Regions from separate parts of the Rattus norvegicus genome. Here region 1 is linked to region 2. Evidence: chromatin contacts called from public Hi-C data. All regions are on one chromosome and are shown on one strand. Each heading gives the region's core, a stretch centred on a gene start, on an enhancer-like site or on the middle of the called end of the contact. The rest is flanking DNA. Distances are from core to core; before and after follow the strand shown. Region 1 holds the start of Eif3i (eukaryotic translation initiation factor 3, subunit I). Region 2 holds the start of Bsdc1 (BSD domain containing 1).

The links. Hi-C and Micro-C count contacts between places; a contact is called where the count stands out from the background.
Region 1: a contact with region 2 is called in a Hi-C map of prefrontal cortex, with 3 times the contacts expected there. The contact joins the promoter of Eif3i here to the promoter of Bsdc1 in region 2. A contact is called at or near these places in 4 of 12 Hi-C or Micro-C datasets (Schwann cells, kidney, mammary epithelial cells and 1 more).

Annotation. Positions count from the first base shown.
Region 1 is chr5:147,222,136-147,229,255 of GRCr8, forward strand. Eif3i (eukaryotic translation initiation factor 3, subunit I) reads right to left here and starts at 4,775. Exons shown (of 11, transcript NM_001115035.1): 1 at 4,735-4,775; 2 at 4,550-4,642; 3 at 3,329-3,416; 4 at 2,042-2,107; 5 at 452-601; 6 at 248-375. The coding sequence starts at 4,737. It overlaps Tmem234 (transmembrane protein 234), which reads left to right and starts at 4,820. Exons shown (of 5, transcript NM_001399192.1): 1 at 4,820-4,871; 2 at 5,132-5,283; 3 at 6,463-6,529. The coding sequence starts at 4,856.
Region 2 is chr5:147,080,698-147,087,130 of GRCr8, forward strand. Bsdc1 (BSD domain containing 1) reads left to right here and starts at 2,624. Exons shown (of 11, transcript NM_001106636.1): 1 at 2,624-2,657; 2 at 2,904-2,964; 3 at 5,793-5,909. The coding sequence starts at 2,647.

The sequences.
Region 1 (7,120 bases), core at 3,525-6,024, 140 kb after region 2:
GCTGGAATCTCTGTGAGAGCGGCCAATGCTACTCTTACTCAGCTGAAATCTCTATTGTGGTGTCAACTTATCCTGACTTGTGCCCGTACTGTTTTTAAGCTGGCGTCTAATTCTGTTTCCTAGAACCTCCCATAGGACATAGCACTCTCTAGAGGCAGGAGATGCTTGTCTGGGCTCACTATTACATGTCCCTCAGTGTCCGGTGACACACTCCCACTACCTAATGTCTGATAACACCCGGCCTTACCTTGGCGCTGTACTGGTTGAGCTCTCCGCTCTCGTGGCCTGCGATGATGCACTCCCCCAGGGGACCCCAAACAGCACTGGTGATCTTGGAATCATTACAGGGGATCTTCATGTAGGGCTCGTTGCTGTCTGTGCAGAGCAGCAGGGGTCAGGCCGGGGGATCTGAAACCACACTCCCACCTCAGCCCTCCAATCCTATCCTCACCAATCTGGCTTGGATCCCGCAGATCAAAGAAGCTCACAAAACACTGATACCCCATCTGCTTGTCTGTGGAGAACATGATGATGTTGCCCCCAAAGTCAAAGCCACAGGTCCGCACGGCTGAGTTGGTCTTGAGTAGGGCCAGCTGCTTCCCTGGAGAGGCACAGTCTGTGTCACTCTGGTAATGCACAGGGTGGACCTGCCACTCAGCCACCAGTCTCAGCATCCTTCCCTGATAACTGCAGGTCATCGCTCCTGCCCGCTGCTGCTCTTTAGCTTCCTTCTATCCTCTCAGTAGTGCTTCCCATGAATCCTGCTAATGTGGCTCTAGGCACAGTGGGTTCCATGCTAAGTCTCCCCCTCAGACTCCATTCCTCCCCAGCACCCCCACAGAAGCAGATGCACAGCAATCCCTCAGCAGCCAGAATGATACAGAGCCATCCCATGCGTGCCCATGCGAGCCCCTCCCCTCCCCTCCCCTCCTTTAGCCTCCTCTACCCTCCTGTTTGCTCTTCTGCTTGCTCAAACCCACCATTGCGCTGCTTTTCCCTGCTCATCAAACTCCTCACTGGGCCAAGTTTAACTAAACAAGTTCTTTCTTAATAACCGAATCCTAGATGGGCAGTGGTGGCTCACACCTTTAATCCTAGCACTCTGGAGGGAGAGACAGGTAGATCTCTGAGTTTAAGGCTAGCCTGGTCTACAGAGTGAGTTCTAGGACAGCCAGGGCTTCATAAAGAAATCCTATTTCTAAAAAGTCAATCATTCAATCAATCAACCAATCAATCAATCAATCAATCAATCAGTAATTTAAAAACAAAACAAAAAAATCTTAAGCCTTGACTGGAGAGATGGTTCAGTGACTAAGAGCACAGCCTGTTCTTACAGAGGATGCGGGTTTAATTCTCTGCACCCACAGGTGGCTCACAGCTTTCTCTAACTCCAGTCAGATCTGATGCCTTCCTTTGGATGCCATGGGCTCTGTACATACACAGTACACAAGATCTACATGTAGGCTAAACACACACATACATGTAAAGTTAAAAATAGAGAAGTTGTGCTGGAAAGACGGTGTAGCAGTTCAAAGTGCTGGCTGCTCTTCCAGAGGTCCTGCACTCGATTCCCAGGACCCACATGGCAGCTCGCAGCTGTCTGTAACTGTGGTCCTATGGGATGCAAAGCCATCTCCTGGTATGCTAATGTACACACAGACAAAACATCCATAAACATAAAATACATAAATCTTCAATTAATTCTACTTAATAAAACATTCCTGCTAATGAAGGCTCCAGCTCAGTGAACAGTGACCCTGAGGAGCCCATCAGGGTCACTCATCTCCACCCTAGGAGGCGCGCTGTCCCTTTCTGGCCTTCCGTGAACATGGCTTTTTATCTTGATGTAAGCTTCTTTTCCCAGCTACGTTCCTTGCTGTTCTGTCTGTTGTCTCTTACTCTCTAGACTAGAAACCACCTATGAACTTGTCTCTAGTTTTCCTGAACATATTATATTTGCTTAGACAGGTACACTGTCTTTGCTTAGACAGGTAAACTGTCGTTGGCCACTTTTGCTAAAAAGTGAATAACCCAGGTTTACCTGTTTCACAGTCCCAGAGACGACAGCTGTTGTCAGCTGAGCCAGTAAGGACATGCTTGGTGTCCCCTGAGAAAGATGTTAAGAAACATGACTTGGGCTGGAGAGATGCTGAGTGGTTAGAGCACTGGCTGCTCTTCCAGAGGGTCCAGGTTAGAATCCCAGAAGCTACATGGTGGCTCCCAACTCCAGTTCCAGGGGGATCTAATGCCCAAGTGTGGTTTTCAAGGGCACCAAGCACACATACATACAAACACCAGGCAAATCACTTCTAGACACAGAAAAAAAGAATGACTAGGGCTGGGAGACGTTTAACAGGTAAAATGCTCTGTGCAAACCTGAGAACCTCAGTTCAGATCCCCAGCACCCACAGAGAGACTTTAGTGTGGCTGCAATTCCCGTGCTGAGAGATGAAGACAGGAAGTTCAGTGACTGGCTGGCCAATTCTAGCTAATCAGGGAGCTATAGACTCAATGAAAAGTTGTTTTTGTCTCAAAACACAAGTTGGAGCCAGACAGTGGTGGCACATGTCTTTAATCCTTCCTTGAGAAGCAGGTACAGGTGGATCTCTGAGGCCAGCCTGGTCTACAGGGATTTCTAGGAGAGTCAACACTATCATAGTGAGACCCTGTCTTGAAAACAGACCAACCAAAACAAAAACAAACAAAAAACCAAAAACCAACCCAACAAACAAAGCTGGGATAGGTGGCTCATTGATTAGAGCATTGGCTGCTCTTCCGGAAGACCCAGGTTAGGTTCCCATCACCCACACGGTGGCTCCCAACCATCTGTAACTCCTGTTCTAAGGGATCTGATGCCCTCTGTCATTTTAAAGAAAATGGCTGGCACTGCACACACATGGTGCACAGACACATATGCAGGCAAAACTCCCGTACAGATAGAACTAATCTTTAGGGAAAAGAAAAAATGTTAAAAAAAAGGTTGCAAATAACTTAAGACAAGACCAGATGCTGACTTCTGGCCTCCATTCGTCCCTGCACTTGTTCACACAGATTCACCACACATACACATATACATACATACAAAAGAAAATGACAACAGTTCACCTAGCCCCCATCTCCCAGTTCCGTCCCAAAGAGCCTTTCTCACTTTTACCTCAGAGCGACCTGACCTTTGAATTCCAGAACCTGAACGTGTCCTAGTTTCCCACAGGATGAAGCACCCCGGAGTAGAGAGTGTTATTCTCTAGACCACCATAGCATGCCAAAGCCACAACCTCAAAGCCAGCATCTCCAAGGCTGGCTGACCCACGGCAGGCAAAAAGGATACAGTCAGCATCCACACACCACACAGCTCCAGTGTGGCCCATGTAGGTGCCTAGCCTCTCGCCATTGACAGAATACCACACATTGACGATCTGGAAAGAGTAAAATGACAGGACGGGTCACATCCCGGAAAGATCAATAGCTTAGCTTGCACTCAAACCCTCGGTAGGCTCGAGCCAAGCCAGCCTTCTGCTCATTTATTAGAGAGCTGATAAAAGACCAGCTCCTGGGTTCTCCTCCGTTCCTAACATAAGCGGCAGAAGAGCCAGGCCTGCCACAGCACCCTCATACGCTTTTGTCTGGATTCAGGAGTCCAAGACAAGATTGAGTTCCAGCCTAAAAAAATCTTTCAGGTCCTGTTCAGCTGACTACAGATGACAGTAAGGACGCATGGGCTCTGGTGCTTTGTCACTAGCTCACCCTGTCATCTTAAATACAGGGCTTCTTTCCTTTAAATGGCTATGAGAGCTGAAGAGATGGCTCAGAGCTTAAAGAATACTGGCTGCTCTTCCAGACGACATGGGTTCGATTCCCAACACCCACACGATACCAACAATCTGTAGCTGCAGTTTCAGGGGATCTTCTGGCCTTCTCAGGTACCAGACGCACACATGCAGGAAAGCACCCATACACATAAAATAAAATGATTACACACACACAAAATATATATAATTTTTTTTTTAAAGCACTGGGAGGAGCTGTACGTGGTAGCACACATTTGTATTCCTAAGACCAGGAGGCTGAGGCAGGAAGATGGAGAGGTTCAGGCCAGCTTGGATAGATACCCCACCCCTGTTAACAGCTTTCTTCAAAGGGCAGCTGTGACGCTCCAATAAAACCATGTCTATGAACCTTAAAATATAAGCGACTAACATACATGAGGTGCGGTGCAAAACTATTTAGAAGAATGACCTCACTTGCTGGGGGAGCTACTAAAAGCTTCCATGTTTTACTAAAAGGGAAAACTGTAGTTTAGAAGGGTTAAATTTCAATCTCTTAATTTTCTTCTCCCTGGGTACTCTTTCCTTTCATCCACCAACATCTTCCAGATTTTCCTGGCAGAATGCTGTCGCTACCCTACTCCGGTTATGGGTGGTTTTCCCTGCTTTTCAGAGAAATATCCCTCCGGCAGCAAACCTTGTTCACCTCACCCTCTGTCCCGGCGGCGCGAACTCGCTCCCCCCGGTGCCCCGCCCGGCCCTCCCGCCCTCGCGCAGTCGCTCACGGGGTCTTTGGCCACAGTGAAAAGGAGGTCTCCTTCGCGGTTGTACTTGATTTGCGTGATGGACCGCTCATGGCCCTGAAGCAGGATGGGCTTCTGTGAGGACAGAACCGGAGTGTCAGTGCCTGAAACCCTGTCCCAAGTCTACTGAGGACCCCCGACAGCAGCACAGCGTGCCTGGAACTCACCATCCTGGCGGTGACGCGAGGAGAGAGGCAATGTGAGTAGGACCGGAAGAAGACTGGGGCGACTTCCGGATGTGAGGACTCCGCCCTCTCGCTCCCGGAAGTAGAAGGGCCCGGCGTTTCCATGGCGGCATCCTTGGGTGGGTAGCTGGCCCCGCCCCTCTGCGGGCTCCGACTCTCCAACTCGGAGAATCTCTTCTCACTCCCCTGGCATCCCTGAATCGCAGGAATGCTAAACCACGCACCCTGGTCTCCCGGTCTCACTTCCGCCGTTTTGCCGGCCGGTCCTCCCGACCTATCGCTGCCCGGCGCGGAGAGCGCGGGAGGGAGATGGAGCCGGTCAGCCGGGCTGGAGGAAGCAGGAGAGGGCCGGGGTGACTTTCTGACCCTTTGCTTTCAGGGCAGGTGCTTGCTCTGGTGCTGGTGGCTGCACTATGGGGTGGCACGCAGCCACTGCTGAAGCGGGCCTCCTCCGGCTTGCAGCAGGTGCATGAGCGGACATGGGCCCGGCAGCTGGTGGGGGAGATGAAGGCTCTCTTCTTGAATACTGAGGTGCGTACGCTCGGGAGGAGCCGCTGAGTGTTTGGTCGCTGGTCGGCCAGATTCTCAGCCCACCTCCTACTCACTAGAAGCTCCTGGAAGCTCATTTATCCCCTGTGAGTCTCAGTTTCATCATCCGTAAAATGGAAATTTTAATGATAACCCATGTATAGGGCAGATAGAAGAATTGAGGTAAGACGCAAAACACTTAGCATTGGGCCTAGTACAGCGTACATGTTCAATCTATGACTTTTTTTTTTTTTTTTTTTTTGAGACTGTGTTTCTCAGTGTAGCCCTGACTATCCTGAACAGTCTAGCCTCGAACTCAGGGATCAGCCTGTCTCTGACTCCCGAGTGCTGGGATTAAAGGCGCTGCCACGGCCAGGCTCTTAATGTCATTGTCACCCTATCAATTATATAACGATTTGGAGCATTTCCAGAAGCTTTCTTTGCCCTGGAGTTGTACCTAAGGAAGGCTATAATGAACTGCCTACAAGCCATAGCTGCCGATGTAAGCTAGCTAGATATGCAGCACTCTGAGGGGTACAGATAAAGTACTGTGTGAACTCTGAGAGAGATGGGAGTTGGAGGACAGGGAGTGGGCTTCCTGGAAGGGGTGACACTGTCACTCAAGGAAAGATGGGAACTGGCCAGGACGAGGGAGAGGATATTTAAGGCAATAGAGTACATTGACTGTGTTTCTCTCTTTGCTCTAAAGAGTCCTCAAACACATGAGTGTGGGGTTAGGGATTTAGCTCAGTGGTAGACCGCTTGCTTAGCAAGCGCAAGGCCCTGGGTTCGGTCCTCAGCTCCGAAAAAAAAGAAAAAAGAAGAAAACAAACAAACAAACAAACAAAAACCCAACACATGAGTGTTCCCTGAGCATTTGTAGCCATCCCTCCCCCTGGGGGAATGGCATAAGCTAGAACCCGGGTTCTCAAACTGAGTAGTAACTGGAAAGGGGCCTAATACCAGATATCCCAAATGTCAGATATTTATATCACCGTTCATAAGTGTAGCAAAGTTACAGTTGTGAAATAACAATGAAAACAATTTTATGGTTGGGGGTCACCACAACATGAGGAACTGAATTAAAGGGTTGCAGCGTTAGGGTTGAGAACCACTGCTCTGGAGAACCGAGAAGACTGTTGCCCATGCAGGCAATCACTGACAGGTTTCTCCTCTTTCTAGTACCTGATGCCCTTTCTCCTTAATCAGAGTGGTTCCCTTCTCTACTACTTGACGTTGGCATCAACAGGTGGGTCTCTAGCTTGGGTCTTCTCTGGGGTGGAGGCCATATTTTTCAGGGAAACCTGAAACCCCTTGCACCTATTAGTGAGGGAGAGCACCTGTTTCTGGTCCTTCTGTGAGTCACAGGGGCAGTGAGGGGGATCAGTGAGAGGCCAGTCACTAAAGCTGGCCTGACAGTCTTGTGTAGCAGCAGAAGGAAAGTTCATTGTGGTCTCATAAGTGCTGACCTCTTGTTTGGGAGGGGGGGTTTTCTTGATACTTTTTCTGCTTGTGTGATGATTGTTTTAATTTTTTTGACTAGATTTATTTTGTGTGTGTATGTGTGTGTGCGCATGTGTTATAATGCGTGTTTGGTCAGAGGACAAGTTTTAGGAGTAGGTTCTCCTTTTATCTTGGAGATTCTAGTAATGAGCTGGGCTCATCAGTCTTGATGGCAAGAACCTTTACCACTGAGTGACCACACTGGCCCCTTTCAAATCGTGATCTTTGTATCTGTCTTCTAAATGCTGGGATTATAGGTGTTTACCAAACACCCATGTAAGTGATGTTCTGATTCCCCTCTACACTACCTGCCTGGCCTACAGTAAGTCCTTTATTT
Region 2 (6,433 bases), core at 1,374-3,873:
TTGGGTTAAACCCTCTAGTTAAATACCTACACCATCCTAACCGTTTTCAGTGATTGGTCCTCGGAATCTGTCCCGCAGTGTGACGTAAGTCACAAGACCAAGCAGCCATCTCCATCGAAGCAGCTCCAGGCCATCTCCTCAAACTGAACCTCTGGACCCATTAAACAGAAATCTATATTCTCTTCTCCCCCCCAAGCCCTTCTAATCACCCTACTTTGTCTCTGAATTTGTCTAAGCACTTCACCTAAATGAAATACTAGTTATCCTCTTGTACCTTTTGTTTGGCATGACATCATCAAGAGGCGCCATGTTGGAGTTGATGTCAGGATTTCTTCCATTTTAAGGTTGGGTAATATTCCTTTACAGACACATTTATGTTTCATTAGGTTTCTTTCATGGGCTGGTTAGTGTAAATGACGTTTCTATGCTCATGGTGCTTATCTCTTCAAGTTTCTGCTTTCAGTGTCTTTTTATTTGGGCGGGGGTGGGCAGTATGTGATCAGTAGAATTGCTAGATCATAGAGTAATGTTTTGAGGAAATGCTTTATCACAAAAGCAGCCTTGTCATTTTACATCCCCCAAAACGTAGTTTATTTACAGAGCAAGCAAACTAGATTAAGGAAAGGCAAAAGTGGGTACAGGCTACACTCTCTAAGTGGCTGTGAGATTAACACAGTGGCAGACAGATAGCAGCTTTGCATCTGCACAGCAGCTGTGGAGATAGTAAGAAGTGACTGGATCCCACCTTTGTTCTAAAGGCAGAGCCAACAGAACTGAAAGAGGGGGGATCAAGGACAATTGGCTTGAGCAAGTAGAAGCATGAGGTTGCCATTTATAGACGAAGTTTATCTTCGGACATGTGAAATTTAATATGTGAATTATACATTTAATAGATCTAGAGAACCTGGTGTTCAGAGAAGGTATTTGAGGTGAAGAGAAAAATCTGAGAGTTGTCAGCATATAGGTGGCTTTCAAAATCTTGAGATTTGAGGTCATCTGAGGGATGATCATTCGATAGAAAAAAGAGAGCCAAAAACTGAGTTCTTGGACATTCTAGAAGCAAACAAAAATCTGTGTGGAGCAGATTCCAGAGGGCAGGTCAGGAGGGCTTGATGTCCTGAAAGTCCTTAGAACAAAGTCTTTTTTTTTTTTTTTTTTAAGATTTATTTATTTATTATAGGTAAGTACACTGTAGCTGTCTTCACACACACCAGAAGAGGGCATCAGATCCCATTACAGAGGGTTGTGAGCCACCATGTGGTTGCTGGGAATTGAACTCAGGACCTCGGGAAGATCAGTCAGTGCTCTTAACTGCTGAGCCATCTCTCCAGCCCTAGAACAAAGTCTTTAGAAAGGAGGCACTGTGGCAACTGTGTCATGTAAGATATTAATGGTTCGAATAGGAGAATAGAAAATTAGCCATCGATCTTGGGGACGAAACTTCCTTCAATCGATTGTGAGAAGCAAAAACCTGACTGAAAAAATAATACAAATCACAATAAAAGAAAAAAATCGGGAGGCTTTAAATAATTAGGATAGGAGTTTTTCCACCATAGAGAATCAGGGAAGTAGTGTGGTGTCAAAAGGGACACAGGTGCACAGCTTTACTCTTAGCCTGGAGTAGTTGACCAAGACAGTTGGAAGCCAGCTTCACTACACAAATTCCAAGCCAGTCCTGGCTACCGGCAAGCTTGTCTCGTTTAAAGGGGAAAGGGTGCGTTTTGTGAGTCTTTTCAACAGGAGAAATGCCAGCAACAATCTTTTTAAAGAAGAGTTAGATGAGAGGCGTTGGGGAACACTGGGAGAATTAGAATAGCTTGTTCCTCAGGCAGGTAAGAAGCTATGGGATCAGGTAGCAGAGATGACCTTAACTAAGGTGTGACCTTCTAGGAGGGGAGTCAAACTCCGGTCGGGAGTGAGGGTGGGGTTTGTGTTGATTGCTGTAGTAGGTAGGGCCACAGGATCTTTGTAAATCCCCCTTCCACAACTCAATAGACCTCAATTCCCCTCTATCAGTCGGCCTCAGGATTTTTCCGAACACACTCAGCTCACGTTTTCTTAAACTGGGCTTATTGTTGTGATAATTGAATGTGTATCTGCCACTCCAAATGATACTGGGAGTCATCCGGAGGATAGCTTAAATTAGCCTCTGGAGTCTCCCCCACAGCCTTGCTCAGAGAGAGGTCCGCACTCTGAGCTTGCTGAATTAGCCTGCAGCAGAACATTAAGCAGCAGCTAAGCTGCTGGTTTCACAAAGGGGGGCGGTCCTAATACTAGGTTCTAAGAACTCGACGTTGGAACCCCGCCCCTTTTCCTCTCCTCTCCTTCCAATTGGCGGTCTAACCACTGCCAAACTTGGCCCAGAGAGGCCACTGTAGTCAGGGACTACCGGGAAAGCTAGCCGCTGGTTGGTGGGACGCAAGAACAATCTAAAACACAATTGGTTCGAGAGTTTAGAGGCGGGACAAATCGAATTTGGGTCACGGATTGGACAAAGGAGGGACAAATTGATGTAGGGGGCGGGGATAAGGCGGAGAGTTGCGCTTGTGTTAAGATTGGGGCGCGCTCTTGGGGGCGGAGTTTGAGGGGGCGGTGCCGTGTCGAAAGTCAAAGGTCGGTAAATAGTGGTGATGTCATGCTGGCAAGATGGCGGAAGGGTGAGCTTGTCGTTCCGCCTTCTGGCGTTGGGGCCTGGGTTATTCAAGGGTTGGGGTACTGATCCAGGGTCCCCTATTGGGGACAGGCTGCCAGTGAGAGTGCGGACCGAGCTGAAAGGGCAGAGTGGAGGCGTGGTGCGAGGGGATGGGAAAGAGGCCCGAGAAGCCTCATCCGCCGGCCACAGCGGAGGCTGGGGCAGGAGTCGCAAAGCAGGCAGGGCCGTCAGATGTGTCTGTCTTCCACAGGGAGGACGTGGGGTGGTGGCGGAGCTGGCTGCAGCAGAGCTACCAGGCAGTCAAAGAGAAGGTAAGCCGGGCCAGCACCTTTCTCTCGGCGGGGCACCGCGGTCGTCTCCTTGCAACCAACCCTAGCTAGCCTCTGCCTGGATTTGTCGAGCTTCTGTGAGGCCATTTAAAAGATAAGAGTAAAACACCACCGCTAACAACACCTTACTCTTAAACAGCAATTTAAATATTAGAGTATATGACAATCACTACTCTCAGGCAGGTTGGGAAGACACTGTTGTGAATACCGTGAAAGGGAAGTACCTAACATCTTGTCTAGGCTAGGAAGTCATGAGCATGCCAAGGAAGGTGTGGCAAAGAAGGTGAAAAGCAAGAATCCTGGTAGAGATGCGGATTGCCATTGGCTGATGTTGCCTATGTGAATTGTTTGCAAAGGGAAGGGGATACAGCCTAAGAGTGGAGACCTGGGGAATTGGCTGGCTAAGTAATCCCTACAATGTGACTAACGCTTCTCCCTGTAGTAGGCAATGCCAGTTGGTGTTCCTGTTTTATCCCACAATACTTTATTTAAAAGCTGCTCAACTAAATGGTGGAATAACTAATTACTATTTACCTCAAGCCAATGAAGTGAGTCATGCTTCAAGGCAGACTCTAAGAGGCTTCTGATCCCAAATCAGCCCAGTACTTTAGGAACAGTTGTTTGTTTGTTTGCTTGTTTTTTGCTTTCTCCTTGGTCTGGGTTCTCCTGAATTGCCCCCTCTCTAGCTACAGCCCAGCACACCTGAGAATTCCCTGTGCTGGCTGTTTTGTTGAACATAAGAGACGGGACTTTATGCTAAGAATTAATGTGATACTTCAAAGAGCCATGCAAAGAAAGTGTGGTATTTAGCAGGTATTGCATGAGGACTTCCTGTGTGTTTTGAGGCTGATATCGGAACATCTCTCCCTTTAGTTCCTTATGTTTCTGGGAACTTGGGCAAATTATTTTGTTGTTGTTAGCGGTGGTGGTGCTTTGTTTTGTTTTGAAACAGGGTCTCATTGTATATGTAGCTCTTGGCTGCCCTGGAACCCTGATGTAGAGCAGGCTGGCCTCAACCTCACAGAGATCCACTTCCCACTGCCTTGAGAGTGTTGAGATTAAAGGCAAGCTTTGGTGTGTTTGTTTTTGTTTTTACCTTTCTAGGCTTCATTCCCTCACCTGTAAAGTGAAATATCACTATCTAATGGATGCCATGAGGATTAAATGATAATAGAACACTGAGACAATAACACTCTAGGTGCTATACAGGCACTCGCTCTTTGTAAGGGAGTGAGCAATTTTTTCTTCTACTTTTCCCTTGCTCCTTTGCTACTGGCTATCCCTGCTCCATTTGGGTCTGTCTGTTCCCTGCTGTCTTAGCAGACATTGACCCAGAGCCTACAACTTCTGAGAGGGCCCTATAATCTGCCTTCCTCTGCTTCCTTCCTGCTCCTGCCCTGAGCCTCCTGTACACCCACCCTATGCATCCAAGCACAAGCACAGACACAGCATCAGAGAAGGCTCAGCTGCTTTGTGCCCCCCAATGCAGATGTCCTGGTCCCACTGAGTCTGGGCACCACCACTACCACCACCACCCCCAGAACTTTCCTTCCTCATATTTTTCTCTCCCCCTTCAGAAACTCTTTCCTCAAGTCTGTGTCCAGCAGCCTGGCATACTTTAAAAATATGACGTCAATAGGCTTGATTTTGGGTCGCTCCCTCCCCACCCCTGAAGCCACCACCTGCACACTTATCTGTAATAACACATATTTCACACTTGCCAGCTCCACTGGGTACTCTAGCCCTTATCTTTCTGGAACTTTCTGTAGCAGTTAGTTGACACTAAGATGCTCCCCACTCCACCCTACTCCCCCCTTTTTTGAACTGTCACTCTTTCAACTTCTGTTGAAACTCTCTCCCAGTTCTCCACACACTTGTCCAGATTTTTCTTTCCTGACTGTTGAGCTCACGTTTCTCTGCCTGCCCTTTGAAGATGGGACTCTGAAGATCTTTGTCCTCAGCTCACAAGTGTGTGTGTTCTACACTCTCACTGTGCACCTCTCCTCAGGGGTGATTCCTGTTTCTTTCTTTAGACCCTTTGGTGCTTAAGGGTAGCTCTTACCAGACAACTACCCAGCTATCTTATGGTCACCTTGACTCTGAATGGCTAAGACTGTGCCAATCCCTAGAGTGACACATTAAAAATGAAAAATCTCACTGTGTTCCACTTGCTTCACCCTCTTAGTGGTTCCTTATTGTCCCACTCGGTCATGCCAGGTCAGAAGTAAGCAGCCCCATCCTAGGAAAAACAAAATAAAAAAACAGAATACTCAAAAACATGCTTTGGCCGGGCATGATGGTGCAGATCTGTAATCTCAGCCCTTGGAAGGGAGGAGGAGGTAGACGGATCAGCCTGCATGGAAAGCCTCCATACAAAACATGCAGGTGATTGATCCCACATGAAGCGAGAGGACAGGAAGGGGGGGAGGAGGTGAGCACAGGTGCTCCAGGAAGTTATCTTGGAGTTGGCAAGTATGACATAAGGAAGTTAGACATAGCAGGCAGCAGAGGACCAGCTGGCTCAAACTAGCTCTGAAACAGGTCAGTTAGATAGGGGCAAATGTCAGTCATTCCAAAGAAACTTAATGAGTGGTGAACAAAACCCAGAACAGTGGAACTGAGCCCTTGCCTGGGGTGGGGTGGATGGGGGGATCCACTCTTCTTGGATTTTTTTAAAAAAAGGCTCTTTTAATCCCAGCACTTGGCTCTTACTTCACTCATATTCCCACATATCTGTCTGGTGCCGAAGAGGCCCAGACACAGGGGATGATGGAATCTGCCAGCTTGGTCCTTCTCTCTGTTTTCCATAGTCCACTGAAGCTTTGGAGTTCATGAAGCGCGACCTGACAGAGTTTACCCAGGTGGTACAGCATGACACGGCCTGCACCATAGCAGCCACGGCCAGTGTGGTGAAGGAGAGGCTGGCCGTGAGTACTACCACACCTTGACTGACTGCCCTCACGGGTTGGTCTGCTCTGGGAGCCGGGTGGGCACTCTCAACTTTTCTCTCATTTTTACCATGTGGGAAGAAAATGATACTTTTCCTCCCACCTTGAGGGACTTGTTTGTCAAGCAGATAAGCTATAGAGTAAAAGTTTTCCCCTGTCTATAATGTGTTCCATGAGCAAAGCTATGCATTGTAGAAAACAGAGGTGGGGGCTGGAGAGATGGCTCAGCGGTTAAGAGCACTGACTGCTCTTCCAGAGGTCCTGAGTTCAATTCCCAGCAACCACATGGTGGCTCACAACCATCTGTAATGAGACCTGATGCCCTCTTCTGGTGTGTCTGACGACAGCTACAGTGTACTCATATATATAAAATAAATTAAATCTTTAAAAAAAAAAAAAAAAAAAAAACAGAGGTAGCGCGCGCGCGCGTGTGTGTGTGTGTGTGTGTGTGTGTGTGTGTGTGTGTGTGTGTGTAAATAAAAGGACTCCCTTCGCATGAAGGT